7 separate regions of the Mus musculus genome follow, and regions 2, 3, 4, 5, 6 and 7 are each linked to region 1. A link is a contact called in public Hi-C and promoter capture Hi-C data. All regions are on one chromosome and are shown on one strand. Each heading gives the region's core, a stretch centred on a gene start, on an enhancer-like site or on the middle of the called end of the contact. The rest is flanking DNA. Distances are from core to core; before and after follow the strand shown. Region 1 holds the start of Samhd1 (SAM domain and HD domain, 1). Region 2 holds the start of Spag4 (sperm associated antigen 4). Region 3 holds the start of Trp53inp2 (transformation related protein 53 inducible nuclear protein 2). Region 4 holds the start of Acss2 (acyl-CoA synthetase short-chain family member 2). Region 5 holds the start of Cep250 (centrosomal protein 250). Region 6 holds the start of Map1lc3a (microtubule-associated protein 1 light chain 3 alpha). Region 7 holds the start of Lbp (lipopolysaccharide binding protein).

Region 1 (3,183 bases), core at 629-3,128:
CCCAGATGAAAAGATATGAGAGACAGTTAAGAGCTTCTTTGCCTGCTTGCCCTCGCTCTCACTAGCACATTCATCTATGCCAGTCCTGTGGCTTTCCTTTTGGACAAAAGCCAACTCCTTTGGGATTCTAGTGTAGACAGGGGGCCAGCAGCTCTCCAGGACTCCTCCAGGACTCCAGTGCCAGGCTGGGACTATTATGACAGACAACCAGCCTCCTGGACCCAACAGTTACCACATTCTTGGCCTTTTCCAGAGTCTCACAGCCATTGTTGGACTACATGAACTAAATCCTGTATAAATCCCTTTTAAACACACACATAAATATTTACTCTAACATTTCTGTTCCTTTAGAGAGTACTGACTAAGGCAGATTTAGTAAGAGCATGGTCTTTTGCAGGAAGCCCAGTCTCTGTTGTTTCTTAGCTCCCAGCTTTTTTTTTTTTTAAGATTTATTTATTTATTTTATGTATATGACCATACTGTCCTTGACACAACACAAGAGGGCATAGGATCCAATTACAGATGATTGTGAGCCACCATATGGTTGCTGGGAATTGAACTCATGACCTTTGGAAGGACTGTCAGTGCTCTTAACCACTGAGCCATCTCTCCAGCCCTCTCTCCCAGCTTTTATACTTCACTTTCCTACATCTGAAATTCGTTAAATGAATGTTTGTAAAGCCTTTAGAACAGGGCCCTGATCACATCAGCACTGTTTGCTAAGAATATTTTGGTTCATCCGATTTCTAGTTTGTCTGTTGTTTGTTTGTTGCTGGGTAATGAACATCGGGCCTCGAGCTTGTTTTGTTTTTGGTTTTGTTTTTTCGAGACAGGGATTCACTGTGTAGCCCTGGCTGTCCTGGAACTCACTTTGTAGACCAGGCTAGCCTCAAACTCAGAAATCAGCCTGCCTCTGCCTCCCAAATGCTGGGATTAAAGGCGTGCGCCACCACACCCGGCTCTCAAGCTTGTATTTTATGCCTAAGCATCACTTACAGCTGTCGGGCTCACCACTAAACATCTCATTTGTACTGCCTGACGTTAAAATACCTAGATGTGTATGTGTCTTGGTTTCTGAAGAGGTGTCGTAAATTAGTGGTCGTTGTACTAGTAATGGGTGGATAAAGATTTATGGGGAAGTTTGGGGTCTGTCCCAAAATGGCTTAACGCCAAAAAAAAAAAAAAAAAAAAAAAAAAAAAAGAAAGCCTGCTATTTGGACACTGACTAGTAATTAGTAAAAATACTGTCTATTTGGAAATAATAGGGCGGTCTGCTGCCAACTAACTGTGAATGTGGAATCTAACAGGACAGTCCGACAACCAGCTGGCAATCACTTCAGGGTTTTCCAGTTGGGCCAGTCCCTTGTTTTCTGCTCTGGGATAGGAGTGGCAGCTTTGTTGCCTTATAGGGTTTTTTTGTTTTTTGTTTTTAATTTTATTTTAACAAGTTTACAGCTTGGGGTGTTTGAAACCTGGCAAAACGTATTTGTTTCAGGAAGATACCTGCAGTTCACCAGAAGACCTTTTTAATCTGGAGCGTGGTGAACCTTCCTTAGCCCCAGATGCCCTCTTTGGCCTTGTCCTCACTAAAGTCTCCACTCTTAACCACAACTCAGTTTTGCTTTTCTAATAACACCACCCTTTCGGAGAAACACAAGGGCGGAGTTGAGGGCGATCGCGTAGGCATTGCGCTTGCGCAATGGGCCGGGCGCGAGCGCCCCGGGGAGGCCACGCTCCCAGGGCTGATGTCCGGGGCGCCTGCGCAGTAGGCCTGGAGGCTGGCAAAACTGAATGGACTCACTTTTGGGGTGTGGTGTCAGTGCGGCTGCGCGCGAGCCGGTGCCGCGGTACTTAACTTCGCAGCCCCGGGTGTCGGAGGTAGCCATGCAGAGCGCACCCTTGGAGCAGCCAGCTAAGCGACCCCGCTGCGATGGCAGCCCAAGGACGCCACCGAGCACTCCTCCTGCAACAGCTAATCTGTCTGCAGACGACGACTTCCAAAACACCGACCTCCGAACCTGGGAACCGGAGGACGTGTGCTCCTTCTTAGAGAATCGTGGTTTCCGAGAGAAGAAAGTGCTGGACATCTTCAGAGGTAGCGGGCCTGAGGGACGAAGGATGGCCACCGTGGGGCCGAGCAGGGAGAGTCCACATGGGAGGCATCCTAAGGGGGAGGTCTCTGGGGGAAGCGGCTGGCGGGAACCCGCCGCTGGAGAAGGAGGCGCCCTGTCGGGATGCGAACACACGGGCTACCCGAGGTGGGCACAGGTGAAGTGCAAGCCCATCGGTTCACTCTGGGCGGCGAACCTAGTAGAGGCCCAGGGAGGTTTGGTAGAAGGGTCTTTTCGGGAACTTGTCACTTCTGCCAGGAGCGATCCCCGCCCTTCTTAGAAGATTTTACCCCAGACCTCCGGCTGTGGCTTGCGGTCTTTCAGGCTCACCTGGCTTGGGAGACCCTTTTGTGCTAACCGCAGCTCCCGGAACACTTGGCCCCATGAGAGATTTTGAGCGCTTTTAAGTTTAACTCTGAAGCTGGTCCCGGAATTTGGGGTTTTCCTTAAAGGGGAGGGAAGGTGCTTAATCTCTGGATTCTCACTGACTATCATAATAGCCTAGTAGGGTTCAGTATGTGCTCATTGTATTTGCAGAGTGCTACTAAGGGAATTTCTCTTCCAACATAAGAGCAAGTTATTCACTGAAACCCCAACATTCCACAACTTGGCCACTCAAGAATTTTAAGAATTTTAAGGGATGCTTCTGGTTCTTGGTCTTGCTCCCGTCAACACTTTGAATCTGCTCAACTTTTTTTTTTTTTTTTTTTTTTTTTTTTCTTGGTTGGTGGCTGTGAAGCTTAACCCCTTGCATGATCGATCCCCGGAGGTGTTCGCTTGGAAAGTGGCCCCTCCGTGGTTATGATTTTCAAATTCAGTGAACTTTACTTCTTGTGGGGTGGAGCCCCTTGTGCCTAACTGAAGGACTGACTTTAAGAAAGCTTTAAAAGGGGTTGCGGATTTAGCTCAGTGGTAGAGTGCTTAGCAAGCGCAAGGCCCTGGGTGCGGTCCTCAGCTCTGGGGGAAAAAAAAAAAAGAAAGAAAGCTTAAAAATAGGAACTCACGTTTCTCTTTTTCTCTCCCTCTACAGAAGAGTAACTTTGGGGGTGGGGGTGGGGTAAGACAGGGCCTG
Region 2 (3,085 bases), core at 242-2,741, 1.1 Mb after region 1:
TCTGGATCTGCTCTAGCCTGGGTGGGGCCAGCCCTGCTGCCCTTCCCTGAGCCCTGCCGTTCCCTCTGACCTGCACACACAGACCAGCCCATCGACTGCCAGGGATAACACCATGCTCAGCACCTGAAAGAGGAGGCCTAGGGACGGAGACCGGAGAAGCAGCTCAGAGAGGGTGATCCATGAAGGTGAGGTAGTGCAGGTTCAGAAGGGCTCAAGAGAAGCCGGGGTGGGGACTGGGGTGGTGCGGAGGACAAGAGTCTGGGGCTCAGGAGGCAAGGGTCGTTTGGGGAAATGAGCTGAGGCTGGACACTAGGGCACAGGCTCGAGGAGGAGAACTGGGAACAGGGGCGGGGGTCCGAGAGCAGAGGTCAAAGGGCATCTGGGCTGGTTTCTCTGACTCAGACTCAGCAGAAATGGGGTTCTGAGTGCCAAGGTCAGAGGGGATGGGGCTGGCCTGGCTCGTACTCAGGAAGCTCTTGGACACCCTCGGGGTAGGCATCTCCTGCCTCAGATCCAGGATCGGGAGAAGGTTGAGTTGTTCCTCCAAAACTACAGAAGATCCAGACGGTTCTGCAAGAGCCCAGGGCACCATTGAGGTTTTGTGCACCACAGGCCCGCTCTTCCCCTCGGGGCCCGGGCGCAGGCTCCTGACCCTAGTGCCAAACAGCTGGGCAGCCTCTCAAACAGGCTTTTAGTCCAGGCCTTTGCCCCAGGTCACACTCCCTGCACACGCCCAGACCCGGAGCTGGAGAGTCTCAATCAGTGGAAACCGCCCCCCAGTCTGAGTCCCCGTGCGGCCGGACTAGGGTCACACTCACGCCGGCCCTGCGGCACCTCCTCAGCCATGCCCAGGCACAGGATTTCCTCCGCCCCCTCCCGGGACCGGCCATGGCACCGAGCTCGCCCCCGAGGGACACGTGTCGAGCACGTCCCCTCGTGAGCCAGGTCGGGGCTTCTGCACCCAGGTCCGCGCCGGGCCCCGCCCCCGAGCCCGCCCCGCCCTCTCGCCCCCGGGTTCGACCCCGCCCGCACCCGAGGCCCCGCCCCTCACGGTTGCCGCGCCACAGGCGGTCTGCCCATTGTGGCTCCGAGGCGCCAGCTTCGGCCGAGAGCTTCCTGCCCATGTGTCTCCTCCGGGCATTCCTGGGCTTAAGGCGGGCTCACCACAGCTCGAGCCCCGGGCCCTTCTGCCCTCGGGCTCCCCGAGCTCCGGCCCAGCGGACCGGCGCCCATTGCTGTCCCCCGAAGTCGCGCTGTGGGAACTATTGCTGTTCTCGCTGTAGAAGTTGGGTGTGTGATTATGAGAGGATGCGGCCGAGCCTGAGCGGGGGCTCCGCCGCATCCTGACCTGGGCTACCCCTCTGGGAAGCCGAAGTCGCCGCAGCCAAAGCCCTCGGCCCTTCCTCAGCTGCCTCGCGCCGCAGGGTAGCACCCTGCGTGAGCCCCGCGGCGGCTCGGCCGACCCTCCCGCTGCTGTGCTGTTGTCACCGTCACAGAGGAGCCGCGTCACAGAGCGCCCGTGACGTCACTGGGAGCCAGCAGCCCATCCCCCTTTCCTGATACATTTTTGTTCATGGTTTGGGTGTGTGTGTGTGTGTGTGTGTGTCCATCCAGAAGTTGATCTCTGCTGCTGTCTTCTCCTGCTCCCCACCTTAGCTTTCGAGATAGATTCTCTCTTTCTGAACCTGGGGCTCACTTTTTTGTTTTGTTTTTTCAACTAGGCCCCAGCGGTTCTCAATCTTCCTAATGCTGCGACCTTTAAATACAGTTCCTCATGTTGGGTGACCTCCAACCATAAAATTATTCTCATTGTTATTTCATAACTATATTTTTGTTGGACTGGAAAGGTGGCTCAGCGGTTAAGAGCACTCACTGCTCTTCCAGTGGTCCTGAGTTCAATTCCCAGCAACCACATGGTGGCTCACAACCATCTGTAATGGGATCCGATGCCCTTTTCTGGTGTGTCTGAAGACAGCAACTGTGTACTCATATACATAAAATAAATAAGTCTTTAAAAGAAAACCTGTAATTTTGCTACTGTTATGAATAAACTTTTGGAGATAGAGGTTTGCAAAGGAGGTCCCGACCCACAGTTTGAGAACCATTGAACGAGGGCTGGGACGACTCCATGGTTCCACTTGTCCCTACTCCCACAGAGCTTCAGTGACAGGCAAGTACCACAGCACCCTCTGTTTATGTGGATTCGGGGTTTACAAGCAAGTCCTCATGCTTAGGCAGCAAGCGTGAGGTTTATCCACTGGGCCATCTCAACTCCTCCTCTCTGTTCTGAGTCACGGTCTCTTACAAGTTTGACTAGAGAGCTAACCAACGGGTCCTAGGGATTCTGCTGTTTCTCTCTCTTCAGAGTCGGGATCACAGTCCCCTGAGCTCTGGTCTGTCGCTTTTTACCTACAGTGCTGGGTATCTGCACATGGGTCCCCGGGCTTCCGCACATTTTATTGATTATGACATTGCCCCAATCTCCTATGTAATTTAGACAAGAGGTTTTGCTTTGATTCTTTTGCTAGCCTGGTACTGGATATATAACCCAGGATGGTCCCGAGTCAGGACCATACTCCCGGTACAGTCTCCCAAGCCTGAGACTATGGGCATGTCATCATGTCCATCATGACCAGCTACAATGGCACCTAGATTTTGTTCACTTCTGTATCCTGCAGTACCTAGACGGGTCTAGCCTGGTAAGTGCCCTAGTATTTAGGGAAGCAGTAAATATTAGGAAGGAACAGAGCATCATCCAACACACTAAAACATTTATTATGGCCCCTCCTATTCACTTTTAAAACAGAGTCTCACTATGCAGCCAAAGCCAGTCTGGAGCTCAGATCTGCCTGCCTCCCCCACCTCCCAAGCTCTGAGGTAAAGGCATGTACCACAACTCCCAGCTGAGAGAGAGACAGAGGGACAGAGAGACAGAGAGACAGAGAGAGAAAGAGACAGAGACAGAGACAGACAGAGAGAGAATAAGCTTTAAGCTCGGCAACAAGTGCCTTTACCTGCTGAGCCATCTTGCTATCCTAGAACCACATTTTGAATAACTACATGCTTGTATCTAATTAATGTCTGT
Region 3 (3,095 bases), core at 414-2,913, 1.8 Mb after region 1:
GATCTCTGGTCCCTGGCATCAAACTTTTGCATGCATTTCCCAGGGTTCACACTGTGCACCAGTCCCTGCAATGAGCCTTTTCAACTGTTGACATGTCAAGTGAGAAGCTCCCTGGTGGAGATCATACAGAAGTGAGTGACAGCCAGGAGAGATGGTAGCAACCAGCCAGCTATGACTGCCCCCCTCCTTTGACCACTAGGAGAGCCTCCTGGGTTTTCTTTCCTAGCCTGCTGGCTTCCTGGTTCTCAGATTCCTGGCTCTGCTCCAGGAAGAACCATTCCCTTAATACTACAGAGGCTGTGCCTAGAATAGCACTGGAGGCCTAAGCCAACCCTAGCCCAGGCCATTCTTGAGCGACCCTCAACCTGGGAAGGACTCCAGATCTACTTACTTGGAAAGTAAGAGACATCCTTCTGTCACTCTGGAAGCAGCCTCAGGAAACAGCATAAGCTCTGCATCACTAATGCCAGGGAAGGGTCTGGTTCTCCCAGCTGACAGCTCTGATGGGAGGCCCACAGAGGGAACTCCCAACTCCCTCTCAACAACATCTGCCCTGGAGACACCTGGAGGCAGGCAACTAGTGACTCACCTTTCTGTGGTCAAAACAGCTGGGAGACGGCCATTTATTGGGTTTTGAAGTAGAAAGAAGGCAGAGGAGGTCAGGGCCTTGTAAGAGACCCAATTTTCAGAGACCTCCTGGGAAAATGTCCAGGATCATGAAGACTGAAGCATCCCATCAAATTGTGGTTGGTGCTGAACCCAAGATAGGGTCCTCAGTAGATGTATGTAAGCATGTAGCTTATACTTCAGCTAAGGAATCTACCACTTAGTGAGTGTGATTCTAATTGGCTGAGATCTCCAGTAAACTACGTCTCTCTGAGTCTCAGTTTCCTCTTCCGTGAAGTGGGGCTTAAGACCCTCAATATTTGTAGGCTGAAAATGACATCAACTCAGGCTCTGCACACATGTCAGGGATTAGAAGGATGTTATTATGTTAGGGGGCGGAGCCTGAAGACAGAGGGGATCCGCTACCATCTGGTAGTGTCTCCAGGACCTGGAGTCTGAAGCTCCATCTACTTACCGCCCTCTCAACTTAAATCGAGCTTTGCTGTCCTACCCTCTCTCAGGTCACAAGGAAAAAACAAATGAGAGGCCTGACCCCAGTCCCTAGATTAGCCCAGGAAACCGCCGAGTCCCTTCGGATCCCGCTTGTCTTTCAGCGTCTCTTCAACCCTCGGCCGGCTGGGCACGACATAGCGCCCACCGGGTCACCAGAGGACAAGCACCCATGCAAGCCTGGAAGGCGGGGCTGGCCTTGGTGACGTCTCAATGTCATATGCAAATAAAGCAACGTCATGGCCTACCGGCTTGGAGCAACCAATAGGGAGCCAAGAACGCAGCTCCGGCTGCCGCCGGCGGAGACAGACAAAGAACGGGAGAGGGGGGCGCAGGGCGTGTCCTGGGGGTGCCCGGAGCCCCCAGCCCGGAGGTCGGGACTCACCTGGGGCCGCTGCAGCAACCGCTGCGCTGAGGTAGTTGTGCGGCCGGGCGTCCCCGGGTCGCCGGTGCTCACAACTGGAGCCGCATACCGGGGACGGGCCGAGAGACGGCGGGGCTCCCGAACGGACGCCCGGAGCTGCTGCGGCCGCTGCGCCCGGGCTCAGGGCACAAATCCGAACGCTTCAACAGCTGATTGTGACGTCACAAAGGGGCCCGCCCGCTCGCGTCAGCGGCCGTCGGGACGGCAGCCAATCACAGGCGCCGAATGCTCTTTCCCCGCCCCTCCGCGGTTTGCCAGCGGGTGGCTGTAGCCCGGGAGCTGCTCTCGGAGCCTCTGTCTGAGTGGAGGTGACGGCCCGAATTCCCTGCCCCCAGTTACCCACAGACCTCACACTGAAAGCGACCCCCCAATTCTTCCTCAAGAATCCCACCTCGCTGCTTTTTCCGCACACATCCCTGCTCCCTCACTTGCCCCAGAGCTCCGCACATCCCTTCTCCTGCATCTTAGGTGCAGGACACCCACCCCACCCACCCCCGCCGCGCTCCATCTGTAAGTCCCTTTTACCCTCCTTGTCCTTTTACCCCACTTCTCTACACTGCCCTACTTGCCTGCTCTCCCTCCTCTATGTTTTTTGTTTTCCCCGCTCCTTTTTACGGTGGGCTTGAGCGGACCTTGCCCCTTCCGCGGTTACAAAGGAGCACCTGCGAGTGTTAGAGAATTGATGGGGCTGACAGGAAATCTGGCCAGCGTAGGACTTGGAAAGAAATTGCTCTAAGCTGAATAAACATTGACCTGGAGACAGCTCGGCTTAGAACGTTTACATACCTTATTTAGTCCACGTTGCTACCGGAACAGGTCAGGGGGGAAAGAGTGACAGACAGGGCAGGGATTGTTAGTCCTGATTTACATGTGGAGAAACTGAGATTACATGTACCTGCCTTTCATCTCACCACTTGGTAGATAGAAATGGGTTCAAGAGTTTGAAAGGCAGCTTGAGCTACAGGAGACTCCGAGGGAGGGGAGGGAAAGAAGAAGGGGCACCTACGGTTGCTTCTTCCAGACTGCCAGCTGACACTGAACACTTACCATATGCCAAGCACTGTGCTGCCTTTTAATCTTTACAATAAACCCAAAAGGTAGGTAGCATCCTCCTTTTACAGTTAAAGAAACAGACCAGGAGAATCTAAGCAACTTTCCGAGGTAATTAAGGAATAGTCCTTGGCAGAGCCAGGAGTTTAACTCACAGGTACTAGCCTTGACTCTGATCACACCCTACACCAGAGGGACTGAACTCCAGGGTTCTAAAGGGAAACCTGGCTTCCAGTCCTGTGTCTCAACCTGTGTGATTTCAAGTTAAATCCTTACTATTCTGGGCCTTAGTTTATCTGTCACGCTGCCATGGATATTCACATTTAGAACTGACAGGGTTTTCCAGACCCGTCATCCTCCAAGACTCTGCCAGGTTTGTGCTCCAGGCCCCAGCTCTTGCAATGGCCTGTGAAATACTTAGGGGATTTCCATGGCTAGAGCGTCTGGGTCTCTGGAACAGAGTTGGGAGATGAGGTTCGGAGGGTTGCCCATCTGGCCAGCAGGA
Region 4 (2,923 bases), core at 206-2,705, 1.6 Mb after region 1:
AGCAATGAACAACTTCGCAATTGATTCGATAATGTTTTGCATTGTTCAGTATCTGCCTCATCCACATTGTTCTTAAACATTTAAATCATTACTTATTTAATGTCTGCTGGGTATCAACTATTCGATAATGGACCCTTTTATTACCCACTTTGGACTTTTTAATTTATGAATCTAGTGTTAGCTTTCCTATCTTAGAGATGAATACATTCAATATAAGTTTTTAAATCTGCCTAAGACTGCAAGCAAAGCTATGTATGTATTTTTCGGGCAGGATTTGTGGCTTGTGTTTACCTTACTACCAAATATCATGCTCCCTCTCAGCCAGGACGTGGTGGTAGGCCAGAGTCTCACTATGGAGCCGTGGCTGTTCTGGAACTACCTACGTAGAGCAGGCTGGCCTTGAACTTACAAAGACCTGCCTCTGCCTCCCCAGTGCACGGGATTAAAGGCCTGGCCAGATCGTGGTTTTGCACCCTAAACTGTCCTGACACTTAAGAACGTGTCAAGGCATAGAATTGTCTCTCAGACTCTGAGTTACTAGAATTTAGATCCAATTTTGGTTTTTTTAAGCAAAAAAACAAAACAAAACAAAACAAAACAAAACAAAACAAACAGGCTTGGTGGTAAACCTCACTCCGTCTTGTTTTGTTCACTATACCATCAAAACAACCAAAGCATCGGCATACTGACAACTCGTACAGTTGTGTATTGGGATTGCTGTCATTTTACACAGAGGCAGGACTCCTAGATGGGAAACAGACTTGCACTGACGCTGAGCAAAACGAGATGGGTGCATTCGTTAAAGGTCTGAGGGAGGCATGGTTGAATTGGAGGCAAAGGTGATTCTCTTCAGGGCTCTCCTTCCCTCAAGGTTCACCCTTGCTCCTTGGAGCCCTTCCTTTCACCTCGAGGGCTCTCTCAGGGAACTTTCTCCTCACCGATCCCCGCTTCTTCTCACGGAACCCGCATCTCCTCGTGAAAACTCGCATCTCCCAAAACTGCCAAGTCGCCAGAGAGTGCCCCAACTTCTAGGAAGTCTCGCCTCACAGATGCCTCCTTCTTCTCACAGAACGCCATCTCTTTCGAATCCCTTTTCCATGTCCCTCAGGGACCCTCCATCTCCTCCCTTTCTAACGGAGCTCGGTAAATCTCCCTCGGACTCCCGCTCCTCTGCTCACTGGCGCCCCCAAGAGTCGCTCGGGCCCAGCCTCACCCCGTGGCTCCTCCACAGAACGCCGGTGCAGCTCGCGGTAGCGCTGCAGAGAGGGGACGTGCGCCGAGCGTCTGACCTCCGGCGGCGGGGACCAACCCCGCACCCGGCCCTCGGCGCCGGTCTCCTCACGAGCCCGGCTTCCACTGCCGCTCTTGCGCCGCTCCTCGGGAAGCCCCATCGCATCAAGTTCCGAACACCTTGTCCGCCGTTGCGGTCGCTGCGGGTGCCGGGGCGGGGAAAACAGGTCGACCCTAGAGGCGGGGCCTCGGGTGAGGGCGGAGCCTGAGGCTAGAGGCCGTGCTCTAGGCATCCAATAGTGGGTAGGGCCGTGCGTGAAGGGGCGGGGTCAGCAAAAACCGCTGAAGACAAGGGGTAAGGGCGGAGCTGTCTTGCCGGAAGGGGTGGAGCCGTAGTGAAAGCAGAAGGAATGGTCAGGGAATGACAGGAGAGGGGTGGGGCCTTGGAATGACAGTGGAGGGGCGGGGCCAGAGGTGACAGGCGAGGAGGCGGGCCCGTGGAGTGATGGGGTGTAGCCCGGCTGGATGTGACACGAGAGGAGGCAAGGCTGTGGAGTGACCAAGTTAGGGTCTTGGAGTGACAAGGGTTGGGTTACGGCGCCGCGCAGCTTGAGACATGAAAGGCTGGCTAATAAGAGGCATTGTGTCATCCGTTGTGCAATTACCGTGGTCTGATTGCGTGATCCTGTCACTCCAGAGTTGGATAGCCAAGTGCAGTACAGTTCCTTCTGGGTGACACTCCACAGTCTCCCACCGAACAGCACCCCTATTCCGTTCCCATGGAAAAATTCCTCCGCGACCTTGAGGGCACAGATCCCCAATATGAACCTTCCTGCTAACTCGTTCTGATTCTCTCCCACCTCTTAGGACATGTCATTCTTTTTGCCTCCATAAATCTCCATCCTGATGTAAAGTACAAGACTCTTAAGTGAAGACGAGGAGGATCCTTCAGATATTGGCTCCAAACGCACAAATTCTCTTAGCACTAAAGGTAAATTCAGAAAAGGAAGGGAAATGTCACAAAGTCGGGGAGCAGATAAAGATCAAGTTATGGTCAGATCTGAGTTCTTGTATTGTTTGTTTTTACTAACATAAACAGAAAGCCAGATCTTAAAATACAAGGTCTATGCAATATAAAATAATACAAGTATAAAGAGGAAAAATTACATTCTTTAATTCACCTAAGTACACACCTATCTGCCACAAATTGAGTTTACTTCCCTCTGGCGTCCCTCTATCCTCTTCACCCAAAAGGAAGCCGAGCAGGACACCCTCCACTTCCTTCCTACAGTTATCACCAAGGACTACCTCATCTTACAATTCAGACTGTCAAAACAAGGATCTTTAATTATTTAGCTACAAGAGTGAATCTGAGGTCTGAAGCAGCCAGCTCCTGCCATTTAATGTCTACTTAGGGCTTGTGACCCATCAACTCACCTGCTACACTGATCTTTGTCCAACTGACCATATGCTTAGCCCACCCTAAACTGAAAAACACATGCTCAGACATATGATCCAGAGCCAACCCAATCCTGAGGGGAGGTTTTAAGGCTCACTAAGCACATACAGACCTTGTAGAATAGACAAGGGTCTCAGCGAGGGAACAGATACTTTCTCAAGGAGACATCAACCCCTCTGAACAAATACACACTTCATTGAAATTGCACAAACTATATTAAGAAGGCAGAGCTTT
Region 5 (3,088 bases), core at 360-2,859, 1.2 Mb after region 1:
TTTGTTTGTTTGTTTGTTGTTTTTCGAGACAGGGTTTCTCCGTGTAGCCCTGGCTGTCCTGGAACTCACTTTGTAGACCAGGCTGGCCTCAAACTCAGAGATCCGCCTGCCTCTGCCTCCCAAGTGCTGGGATTAAAGGCGTGCGCCACCACACCCGGCTTAAAACTAAATATTTTTTACATGGGAGCATGGTTCCACAGGTAAGGAGTTGGCCTAATGATTCTAACCCACACGAAGGCTAAAGACATCTCCACAACGTCCTCTATAGCCTTCACGTGTCCACCAGGCGCAACTGGTTAGTAGCAAAGCGGAAATCAAAGTCTAATTCAATTCCAAATTCTATTCTCATTTCATTAGCTGCCAAAATCAAAAAATATAAAACTCACAGCACTGCAGAGCATTTCCTAAGGGGAATGAATTAATGACATCCACACCTGAAGCTTTCTGAGGTAATTTGAGCAAAATGTGACAATATGTTCCTGCAGCACAGGGTGTAGATGTACCAGTAAGACAGTGCAGAGCTGGCCTTGATTTTTGTTAAGAAAACTATCGATTTGGTAATATTATCAATCCTACTTCATAAGCTTTCTCAGGGCCCAGCCTAGACTCACAGGCCTGAAATCTCAACACTGACTGGCTGCATAAGACGCTGGGTTAAAAAAAAAAGCAGCCCTTTTATTGAAACGTGAGTTGCAACCCTGACCTCCATATCTTACAGGCTAACGTATAAACAGCAAACTAAAGGCAATCTAGTTAAGTCATAATATTCGTAGGGGGTTCTAGCTCATTGTGAAACTTGATTTATAAGTGCTTGTTTCTTCGTGCATAAAACGTGAATATACAGAACGCACACCATAGATCGCTGCATGGATTAAAGGGGCCTTTGTAGGTAATGCATTTAATAGAGCTGTCATCTTTCGACTATTCAGTAACTTTTTTTTAGTTACTAGTAGTCATCATAGGGCATAAGAGTTGAAAAAAAAGGACATGATTTCTAACAAGCCCAGAACAAGAAAGAGTGGCAGAACACTGACTTGGGCAAAGTTCGCAAAAGGCAAGAATCTGATCAGTTGAGCCTGGAGCAGGCCTCAAGAAAGATTTTTAAAGAAGTGATCTTTGAGTTCTGAAAAATCAAAGTTCTGATAATGGGGCAGTGGGCTGAGAGCGGACTTTCAGGGGAAGATCACATGCAAAGCCGTATGAGCACAGGGCGCTGCAAAACTCCCGGGTGCACGGAGCGTGATCCGCAGGGCGCGCAGCATCTCATCCCGTCAGCTCCGGGCTACGACAGTGGGCCACCCGAGTGTGAGGTTCTCTGGGCGGCGGCTGCAGCAGGAAACTGAGGCAGGCAGGCCCCGACCACTGGGACAGGTCCCAGCCCCTCTCTGGGCCCGGGGTGCCTCCCGGGATACAGGAAGCCGCTGTCCAGGCGACATCCCCGCGGGCGCCCAGGCCCTGGACCTCGGACCGTTACGCTCAGCGCCTCCCGCCTGCCCCTGCCCACCTCACCAGAGTCGGTTCCCGGGGATCCCGAAGCGCTCCGCAGCTACCGAGGCCGCTGCAGCAACCTGCAGGCCCGGCCTGGGGCCGCCCTCAGTCTGGAGGCCAGGCCCCGCCCGTCAAACTCCCGCCCTTTCGTGGGGAACCGCCCAGCCCAGTCCAGCCGAGCGCCGGGAATGAGTGCGCCGCTGCAAACCTCTCGCCATATTAAGTACTGGCAGCCAACTTACTAGAGAAGCCCAAAAGGAAAGGGGGGGATATAGTGAGACCAAGGTCGCTCTCCAAAAGTAAAGACAGTCACCGTCTCTGAATTCTAGCACTGAACGTTCTGAGGTGGAGAAGAAACACTCGCCCGTAAGCTCCCGCCTGTGGCTTCAGAGTTAAGTACTGCGCATGCGTGTAGCCAAGGTCTCGGTGCACCTGCGCACTGTCTCACCAACAAAGCCAAGTACAGTAACTGGGTGAAAGCACCTAGCTCCAGTTAAATCTGGGCAAACGAATGTCTCAGCTTTAGATCTTTACTGATCCTCCACGCAGCCCCAGGAAACAGAACATTCGCAAACAACTGTGTCGTTGGCTACTTTGTCCGGTTATGACTACCGCTACTTGACTGCGTTCCGCTAGGAACGGGGAGTTATTTTGATAATATATTGTACAATCATTATTGACGCATTTTCTTAGCATTGATTTTTTTCATTTATTTATTTATTTATTTTGGTTTTTCGAGTCAGGGTTTCTCTGTGTAGCCCTGGCTGTCCTGGAACTCACTCTGTAGACCAGGCTGGCCTCAAACTCAGAGATCCGCCCGCCTCTGCCTCCCAAGTGCTGGGATTAAAGGCGTGCGCCACCACTGCCCGGCTTTTCTTTCTCTTTCTCTCTTTCTCTCTTTCTCTCTTTCTCTCTTTCTCTCTTTCTCTCTTTCTTTCTTTCTTTCTTTCTTTCTTTCTTTCTTTCTTTCTTTCTTTCTTTCTTCCTTCCTTCCTTCCTTCCTTCCTTCCTCCCTCCCTCCCTCCCTCCCTCCCTCCCTCCCTCCCTCCCTTCCTTCTTCCCCTTCTTTCTTTCTTTCTTCCTCCCTCCCTCCCTCCTTTCTTTCTTCCTCCCTCCCTCCCTCCCTTCTTTCTTTCTTTCTTTCTTTCTTTCTTTCTTTCTTTCTTTCTTTCTTTCTTTCTTTCTTTCTTTCTTTCTTTTGTGTGTGTGTGAATTTTTTATTCATTTATATTAGTACACTGTAGCTGTCTTCAGACACACCAGAAGAGGGCGTCCGATCCCATTACAGATGGTTGTGAGCACCATGAGGTTGCTGAGAATTGAACTCAGGACCTCTGGAAAAGCAGTCACTGCTATATAACCCCTGAGCCATCTCTCCAGGCCAGCATTAAATTTTTATTTGATTCCCAGTTGGTTATAATTTTAGTAGAGACAAAACAAACAAATAAGCAAAAACAAAGAAATGAATCATCTCAGTATATACCAAGACACGAGGTGGGACTTGACACTTCGATTCAATTCCTGAAGACTCAGTAGACCAAAGGTGAAGCCAGGAATCTGCATTCTTGCAAATACCCCAGATGATTATGCACTATGGGAA
Region 6 (3,036 bases), core at 26-2,525, 1.9 Mb after region 1:
CTCAGAAGCCGAAGGTTTCTTGGGAGGCGTAGACCATGTAGAGGAATCCGTCTTCATCCTTCTCCTGTTCATAGATGTCAGCGATGGGTGTGGAGACGCTCACCATGCTGTGCTGGTTGACCAGCAGGAAGAAGGCCTGCGTGGGGTTGAGTTGCAGGCGGCGCCTGTGGAGGCAGGCAGGCATGCCAGGTGAGGAGGCTGCCTGCTGGAGGCCTAGGTGACCCTCCCAAAATGTTACTGAACCTTCACTTTCGGTCCATCTCAGCCAGAGGCTCTCACCTCTACTGAAGCTCGTCCCAACCCCGACCTTGGTCTTTTCCAGCCTCCTAGAACAGGGGCCCGGTGTCCCAAATCAGTCCCCTCGCCCCACTCCATCCCTTCTTGTGGAACCTGACCCTGCCCCACCCAAGGCCTGTAGGAGGCTGCCCACGCACCGGATGATCTTGACCAACTCGCTCATGTTAACATGGTCTGGGACCAGAAACTTGGTCTTATCCAGGACAGGCAGCTGCTTCTCACCCTTGTAGCGCTCGATGATCACCTGGAGTGGAGTGGGCGGGGGACTCGTAAGCCAAGGGCGGGACCTGGCAGGGCAGGGCGTGGCTGGGGGGTGCTAGAGACTCACCGGGATCTTACTGGGGTGCTGGTCGCGGATCTGCTGCACCTCCTTACAGCGGTCGGCTGCGGACAGAGCTCTGTGTGAGGCCCAGCGGTGCTGAGGCCTCCCGCGACTCCGCCTCGCTGATCCCCGAGGGGCGGCTCCCGGCCCGCCCCGCCCCAGCGCCCGCCCCCGGGGCCGTCGGCCCCGCAGCCCTCCACCGGGGGGACGCGGTAGGGAGGCGGGCGACCCTGCCAGGCCTTGCGGCCTCTCCACCCGGGGTCCGGCCGGCCGGTGCCTGACGTCATGGGGCTGACGTCACCTGCGGCAATCGGGGTCGACTGGCACCCCCATCCCTCGATCCCCGATGGCAGTTCGCCCCCCAGGGCCTCACCGAAGCTGCGCCGCTGCTTGAAAGGCCGGTCGGAGGGCATCGCGCGGGCCCGGCGGGGCGCGCAGCCGGGGCTCCGGGGTGCGCGGCTCAGAGATGCGTCTGCGGTTCGGCGCGCCGGGGGCTCCGGGGCTCGAGCTCAAGGGCTGCGGGGCTCGCGCTGAGCCTGGCGGTGGCGGCTGCGGGAGGTAACTCGCCTGGGTGACGTCAGGTCACAACATTCCTTAAAGGGGAGGCCGGCGCGCCGCTCCCATTGGGCCGACGGAAAACCCGCCTGCCTGGACCTGTGACGCCACGGCGCAGACAGCCCGGATTCCCGGCGCAGGTCGTAAGGAGGCGGAGCTCCAGGGCGCGTCACAGTTCTGTGACGTCACGATGGCAAGCTCCTCTCTTTGGCGCCACAGACTCAGAAGCCAGGCATTTGTCGCCTCCATCCAGTCTCTCGACGCTGCGGAGTAGTTCACCGCACCTTCATCGAGTTTAGCATTCGAGAAGGAAGGTGGAGCGGGGAGAGGATGGAACACCCAGAGTTTTAAAATTTTTAATGTGTCTGTAAGTGTATGCCCGCGGATGCAGAACATAGCATCGGATTTCCTTAGGCTGGAGTTAATCGCACTGCTGGGAATCAAGCTTAGGTCCTCTGAAATAATAGCAAGGGCTCTTAATTGTCGAACCATTGCTCCAGACCCCCCACCCAGGCTTTCAAAGAATTCTGGAACAACCATAGAAAGCATAGATTTCCAGAGTGAGGTTGGTTAATAGGTGGTTTAGATAAAGCAGGAGAGAATCGCTGAATGGGGGGGCTATATCAGAAGTGGTTAACCATGAGATGGAGAACATTCGGAACTGACAACACGCGAAGTCAGATTTTACAGGTAGAGCCCCTTGGTAGGATAGAAAGAAGTATGGTCTGGGAATGTTACCGAGGGTCAGGGTAGGATACTTGCCTAGCAGATGGAAGGCTTAAGTTCAGTATCTCAGGTTTTGCGGGAGGTGGAGGGGATAGAGGGACTGGACGGACACGGAGAGGCGGCCCCTTGAAGAACTTTAAAAATCGATTGAAAGCCAGAATCAATGCCAGATGTAGCTGGCTCTCATTTGTAGTCCTAGCTCTATGGGAGTTTGAGGCAGGAGGATGGGCTAGAGTTGAAGTAAGGAAGAAAAAAGATAAAACAAAAGAATTTACAAAGGACCATTGTTTGAAAAAAAAAGTTAGTTTGTACTTCAGAAACATACAGCTCAAAGGGAAGAAATTTGATGGGAACCAAGTTAACAGATGCACGCTTGAGTAATTCTAAACAACTGCTTATGGACAGAAATGGTAGTGATTGGTACAAAAACAAGCTGCTAAGGTAACAAGAATTCAGCTGAGATTGCCTTAAAGAGGCTGGGTGGCGGTGCCTCCTTAACCCCAGCTCTGTGGGCAGAGACGGGATGGTCTCTTGAGTTCAAGGCCAGCCTGGTCTAGATAGTGAGACCTTGTGTTTTGGGTTTTGTTTTGCTTTTTAAATGTCTTAGGGAGCTGGATTTGTTTGGAAAGATATTATTGTCTGCTTGGTCAGGTAGGGTGCTTGCCCGCAAGCATGAGGATGTGGGTTCAATTTTCGGAATATGTTAGATCCTAGAGGCTCCACCTACAAAGGGATTCAACCAGGCCTTATATCCCATCTCTACCTTCTCCAGGCAGCTCAATGCCTGGTATGTGGCAGCCCCAAATTAGGGTGGGGCGGTAGGATTACTTCCCTAAATTATGACCTTAAGTCCTATTTAGTGCCTTCACTAACCTTAGACACCTTCCCCTACAAGAAAATCTGTTAGTGCAAGGATTAGCCTTTGTTTTGAGGTTTCTGCAATGTTCTGGCTTCCCTTTCAGCAAGTGACAGGATTACTAAATCTGTCTCAGGACATCTCTCTACTGAATCCGAGAAGAATTTTTTTTAATATTTTAAATATTAAAATATTTTCTGTCTATGGTGGTAGAAGAACAACTTCCACACAGCAAATAGATAAATGTAAAAAAAAAAAAAAAAAAGACACAGCAGGAAAG
Region 7 (2,891 bases), core at 334-2,833, 1.2 Mb before region 1:
AATGTCCCTGACTTGGGGTTCCCAAACAAATGCTATTTGTGGCCCCGCTCTGTGTCCTGATAGGAGTCTGCACCCAGCCAGGCAGTGCACACAGGTCACTAGTGACATCCATTTTCACCCTTTTCAATGAGACCTCCTCTTTAGGGTGTATATGGCAGGATCCCTCTGATGGAACGACACCCTTTGTCCCTGGCTAGTTCTTATTGCTGGTTCTACTTTGCCTCCCCCTGGAAGCCCTCCCTGATTTTCCCTTCTGTCCATAGCCTGTTTTAGATCCCACTATCCCTACTCAACTGAAGCAGTGTTATGACCTCCATTAGATTAGGCAATGGAGGCTCTACCGAAGTGATAGGTCTGGGCTGTACAAACATCCCAGCTCCCTCACCCCTTGGACACGATAATTCTGTGTCACTCTCAGTAGCTTGTTAAATACCTTTTCTTAGTTTGTCAAGTTGGATCAAGCCTGGTGTTGCAGAAATGGAACCCAGGCTACTTTAGGAGGCTGAGGCAGGAGAATCACAAGTTCAAGACCTGCCTTACCTATAGTGTGAGTTCAAAGCTAGCCTGGGTAAGTTAGGGAGTTGCTGTCCAAAATTCAAAAACAAAAAAGAGAAGGTGCAGCTGCGGCCATAGCTCTGTGATGAAGTACCTGCCTAGCATGTGCAATTCCCAGGACAGCAATACATGAACATTTAAAAAGGAAGGGAGGAAGGAAGGAAGGAAGGAAGGAAGGAGGGAGGGAGGGAAGTTGGGAGTGACATGCATAAAGGTACCTAAGGAGTGCTCACCTTGAAGCAATCACTGATCAATAAGTTTTAATGTTTGGTAAGTCACATGACTGCCACTCAGATGCCAAGGGGGCACATCCCATCCCCGTCCGTAGCCTTGCTTGGCCCTCCCAGTCTCTAACTGCCTTCACTTAGGATTTGTGGTTTTAGGTGATGGTTTCAAATTCCACCAAGACTCTTCCAAAGAACTGGTTCCAGCTGCTGTGTGGGGCTGTTTACCTCGGCTGTCTGCCTTCTCTTCCCAGCCTATCTGCCCACTGCTACCTGCTTATCTCTCTTACCTCCTGCTTCAGCTGCTGGACCCCAAACCTTCCCCCCAGCCCTCAAAATACAAGCTATGGGCTGAGGTCACATATCTGGAGAGTGACCAGCCAGATGGCAGCTATTGCCACATACCCGTATAGCAGACTCCCTACCAGAGGGACAATGCCCTTCACATCCAGGCTGTGCCTGGTGTCCCGCCTCCTTGGCCAGCCTATATTATGGCTTCTTACCGTAGGCCAGGCCCTTGTCGGTGATCCTGGCCACCACACCGGGGTTGACACCGCCAGTTCCCTGTATGGACAGGAACAGCAGCCCCAGCAATGTAGAGAGCAGAGGTCCAGTCCCAGCCTTCATCCTGGATGCTCCGTGGGGGAGTGAGGACTGTGACAGAGTGGGCTGGCTCTGGTGTTCTTAACTAGTCAAGGCCCAGGGCTAGGGGGCGGTTCTTGAGGGAGGGCGGGCTCCTGGGAGCAGGAAAGAGAGGCCCAGGGAAAGAGAGGCCCACTGACTGGAACCCTCTTGCGACACCACAGGGGTGGGAGGTGGGGGGTGGGGGAGGGTCATTGTTGTGATCACTGCACAGGTTAGGAGGGCAGGCCTGGTGCCAAGGGGATAAGCCACTCCCATTCTCCCCTGCATGGAGAAGGGGGAAACCCCACACTCTCTGGAGGTTCTGCATTGCCTCTGCCAACCTTCTTGACTCTCTGCTAGGAAGGCCTGGTGTCACAGACAGGAATTTGAGGTTCACTCAGGGTCACAGCCCAGCCCATGAAAGCAGGAAGGAAAAGTAGGATTGTCTTCCCCTGCTCTCCGTTCTTTTAACTGTTTGTTTAAATAGGGACTTCTCCTCCCAACCTTGCAATGGGATAGCTGTCTGAACAGCAGCTTGGCATATCTTTCCAGCACCACGCCAAACCAAACACCACCCGAAAGCTCTCAGAACATCCTGATGCCCCATGACCCTAGCTGGAACTTGCTGTACATAACAGTCCGAGTTCTAATGTGTCAGCTGCCTTGCGCTGCATGACCCGGGCAGAGGAGTGAGCACCGGCTAAGGCGGCAGGGGAGAGGGACGGTGCCTGTCTTCTGAGAGTTGGGCTTGGCCGTGTCACCCTTCCAATTCTGCTTTCTCTTTTACCTTTTGTGAGGATCACGTGTGCCCCGTTTCCCTGCATTCTAGAAAATTCTTCTGTTTCTCTTTTCTTTCTCTCTCTCTCTCTTCCTTCCTTCCTTCCTCTCTCTCTCTCTCTCTCTTTTTTTTTTTTTGAGATGGGGGAGGGGGGTCTTCCTATGTAGCCCAGGTTGGTCTTGAACTCTTGATCCTCTTCAAGCCCTTTCTACTTTCCCAGTGCCAGGATTCTAAATGCAGCTTATGATAAAGATGTTGCCCGATAAGCACTCTAAGGTTTACAGAATAGAGAGCCTCAGGGACCCTCGCACTACACCAGAGCATGCAGTGCCTGTCCTCTTTAGCCTTTCCTCCTGAGTATAAACTAACACAACTCCCCTGAACTGCCCCGAGGGTTGACACGGAAAAGCCCTAAGCATGTAAAGCTAATGCACGCAGGAGGCAGAGGCTCTGTGGAATAATACTAAGGCATGAACAAAGCACCCATGCATGTGAGGCCAAACTGAAGCGCTCCACAGCCAGAAAGTAAGAGGAAAATAAAAGTGACTCACACCCAGGGCCATGAAAACTGCGAGAAATGGGTAGCCTTCCTGCCCACAGTCTAGTCTGTTCTCTCCCTGTGAAACCTCTTTGTGTTGAACATGTTGAAGCTTTGAGGGTTAGAGCTCCCTGGACTATCCAGGTTGCCAGCCCTTGAATAAACCTGAATA

What was found. Promoter capture Hi-C pulls out the DNA fragments that hold promoters and counts their contacts. A called contact is a pair of places that touch in the nucleus more often than the background predicts. Capture Hi-C pulls out chosen DNA fragments and counts their contacts.
Region 2: a contact with region 1 is called in a promoter capture Hi-C map of liver, with 2.3 times the contacts expected there. The contact joins the promoter of Spag4 here to the promoter of Samhd1 in region 1. A contact is called at or near these places in 2 of 39 promoter capture datasets (both in liver).
Region 3: a promoter capture Hi-C map of adipose tissue shows a contact between it and region 1, with 3 times the contacts expected there. The contact joins the promoter of Trp53inp2 here to the promoter of Samhd1 in region 1. A contact is called at or near these places in 1 of 39 promoter capture datasets (pre-B cells), 1 of 115 datasets of contacts at active chromatin or transcription factors (thymic regulatory T cells) and 2 of 9 other capture datasets (adipose tissue and liver).
Region 4: a Hi-C map of muscle stem cells shows a contact between it and region 1, with 6 times the contacts expected there. The contact joins the promoter of Acss2 here to the promoter of Samhd1 in region 1.
Region 5: a promoter capture Hi-C map of the C10 cell line shows a contact between it and region 1, with 2.3 times the contacts expected there. The contact joins the promoter of Cep250 here to the promoter of Samhd1 in region 1. A contact is called at or near these places in 1 of 39 promoter capture datasets (the C10 cell line) and 1 of 9 other capture datasets (adipose tissue).
Region 6: a contact with region 1 is called in a promoter capture Hi-C map of adipose tissue, with 2.7 times the contacts expected there. The contact joins the promoter of Map1lc3a here to the promoter of Samhd1 in region 1. A contact is called at or near these places in 1 of 115 datasets of contacts at active chromatin or transcription factors (microglia) and 2 of 9 other capture datasets (adipose tissue and liver).
Region 7: a promoter capture Hi-C map of hippocampal neurons shows a contact between it and region 1, with 4 times the contacts expected there. The contact joins the promoter of Lbp here to the promoter of Samhd1 in region 1. A contact is called at or near these places in 2 of 39 promoter capture datasets (hippocampal neurons and liver).

The regions. Positions count from the first base shown.
Region 1 is chr2:157,133,791-157,136,973 of GRCm38.p6, reverse strand. Samhd1 (SAM domain and HD domain, 1) reads left to right here and starts at 1,878. Exons shown (of 16, transcript NM_018851.4): 1 at 1,878-2,095. The coding sequence starts at 1,885.
Region 2 is chr2:156,063,619-156,066,703 of GRCm38.p6, reverse strand. Spag4 (sperm associated antigen 4) reads right to left here and starts at 1,491. Exons shown (of 12, transcript NM_139151.4): 1 at 1,033-1,491; 2 at 466-570; 3 at 71-137. The coding sequence starts at 1,342. It overlaps Gm39970 (a long non-coding RNA gene), which reads left to right and starts at 2,090. Exons shown (of 3, transcript XR_866890.1): 1 at 2,090-2,699.
Region 3 is chr2:155,380,424-155,383,518 of GRCm38.p6, reverse strand. It overlaps Trp53inp2 (transformation related protein 53 inducible nuclear protein 2), which reads right to left and starts at 1,663. Exons shown (of 4, transcript NM_178111.3): 1 at 1,502-1,663.
Region 4 is chr2:155,516,575-155,519,497 of GRCm38.p6, reverse strand. Acss2 (acyl-CoA synthetase short-chain family member 2) reads right to left here and starts at 1,455. Exons shown (of 18, transcript NM_019811.3): 1 at 1,214-1,455. The coding sequence starts at 1,391.
Region 5 is chr2:155,955,079-155,958,166 of GRCm38.p6, reverse strand. It overlaps Cep250 (centrosomal protein 250), which reads right to left and starts at 1,609. Exons shown (of 33, transcript NM_001130000.1): 1 at 1,510-1,609.
Region 6 is chr2:155,274,603-155,277,638 of GRCm38.p6, reverse strand. Map1lc3a (microtubule-associated protein 1 light chain 3 alpha) reads right to left here and starts at 1,275. Exons shown (of 4, transcript NM_025735.3): 1 at 993-1,275; 2 at 626-681; 3 at 435-541; 4 at 1-164. The coding sequence starts at 1,032. The coding sequence ends at 2.
Region 7 is chr2:158,305,185-158,308,075 of GRCm38.p6, reverse strand. It overlaps Lbp (lipopolysaccharide binding protein), which reads right to left and starts at 1,583. Exons shown (of 15, transcript NM_008489.2): 1 at 1,283-1,583. The coding sequence starts at 1,406.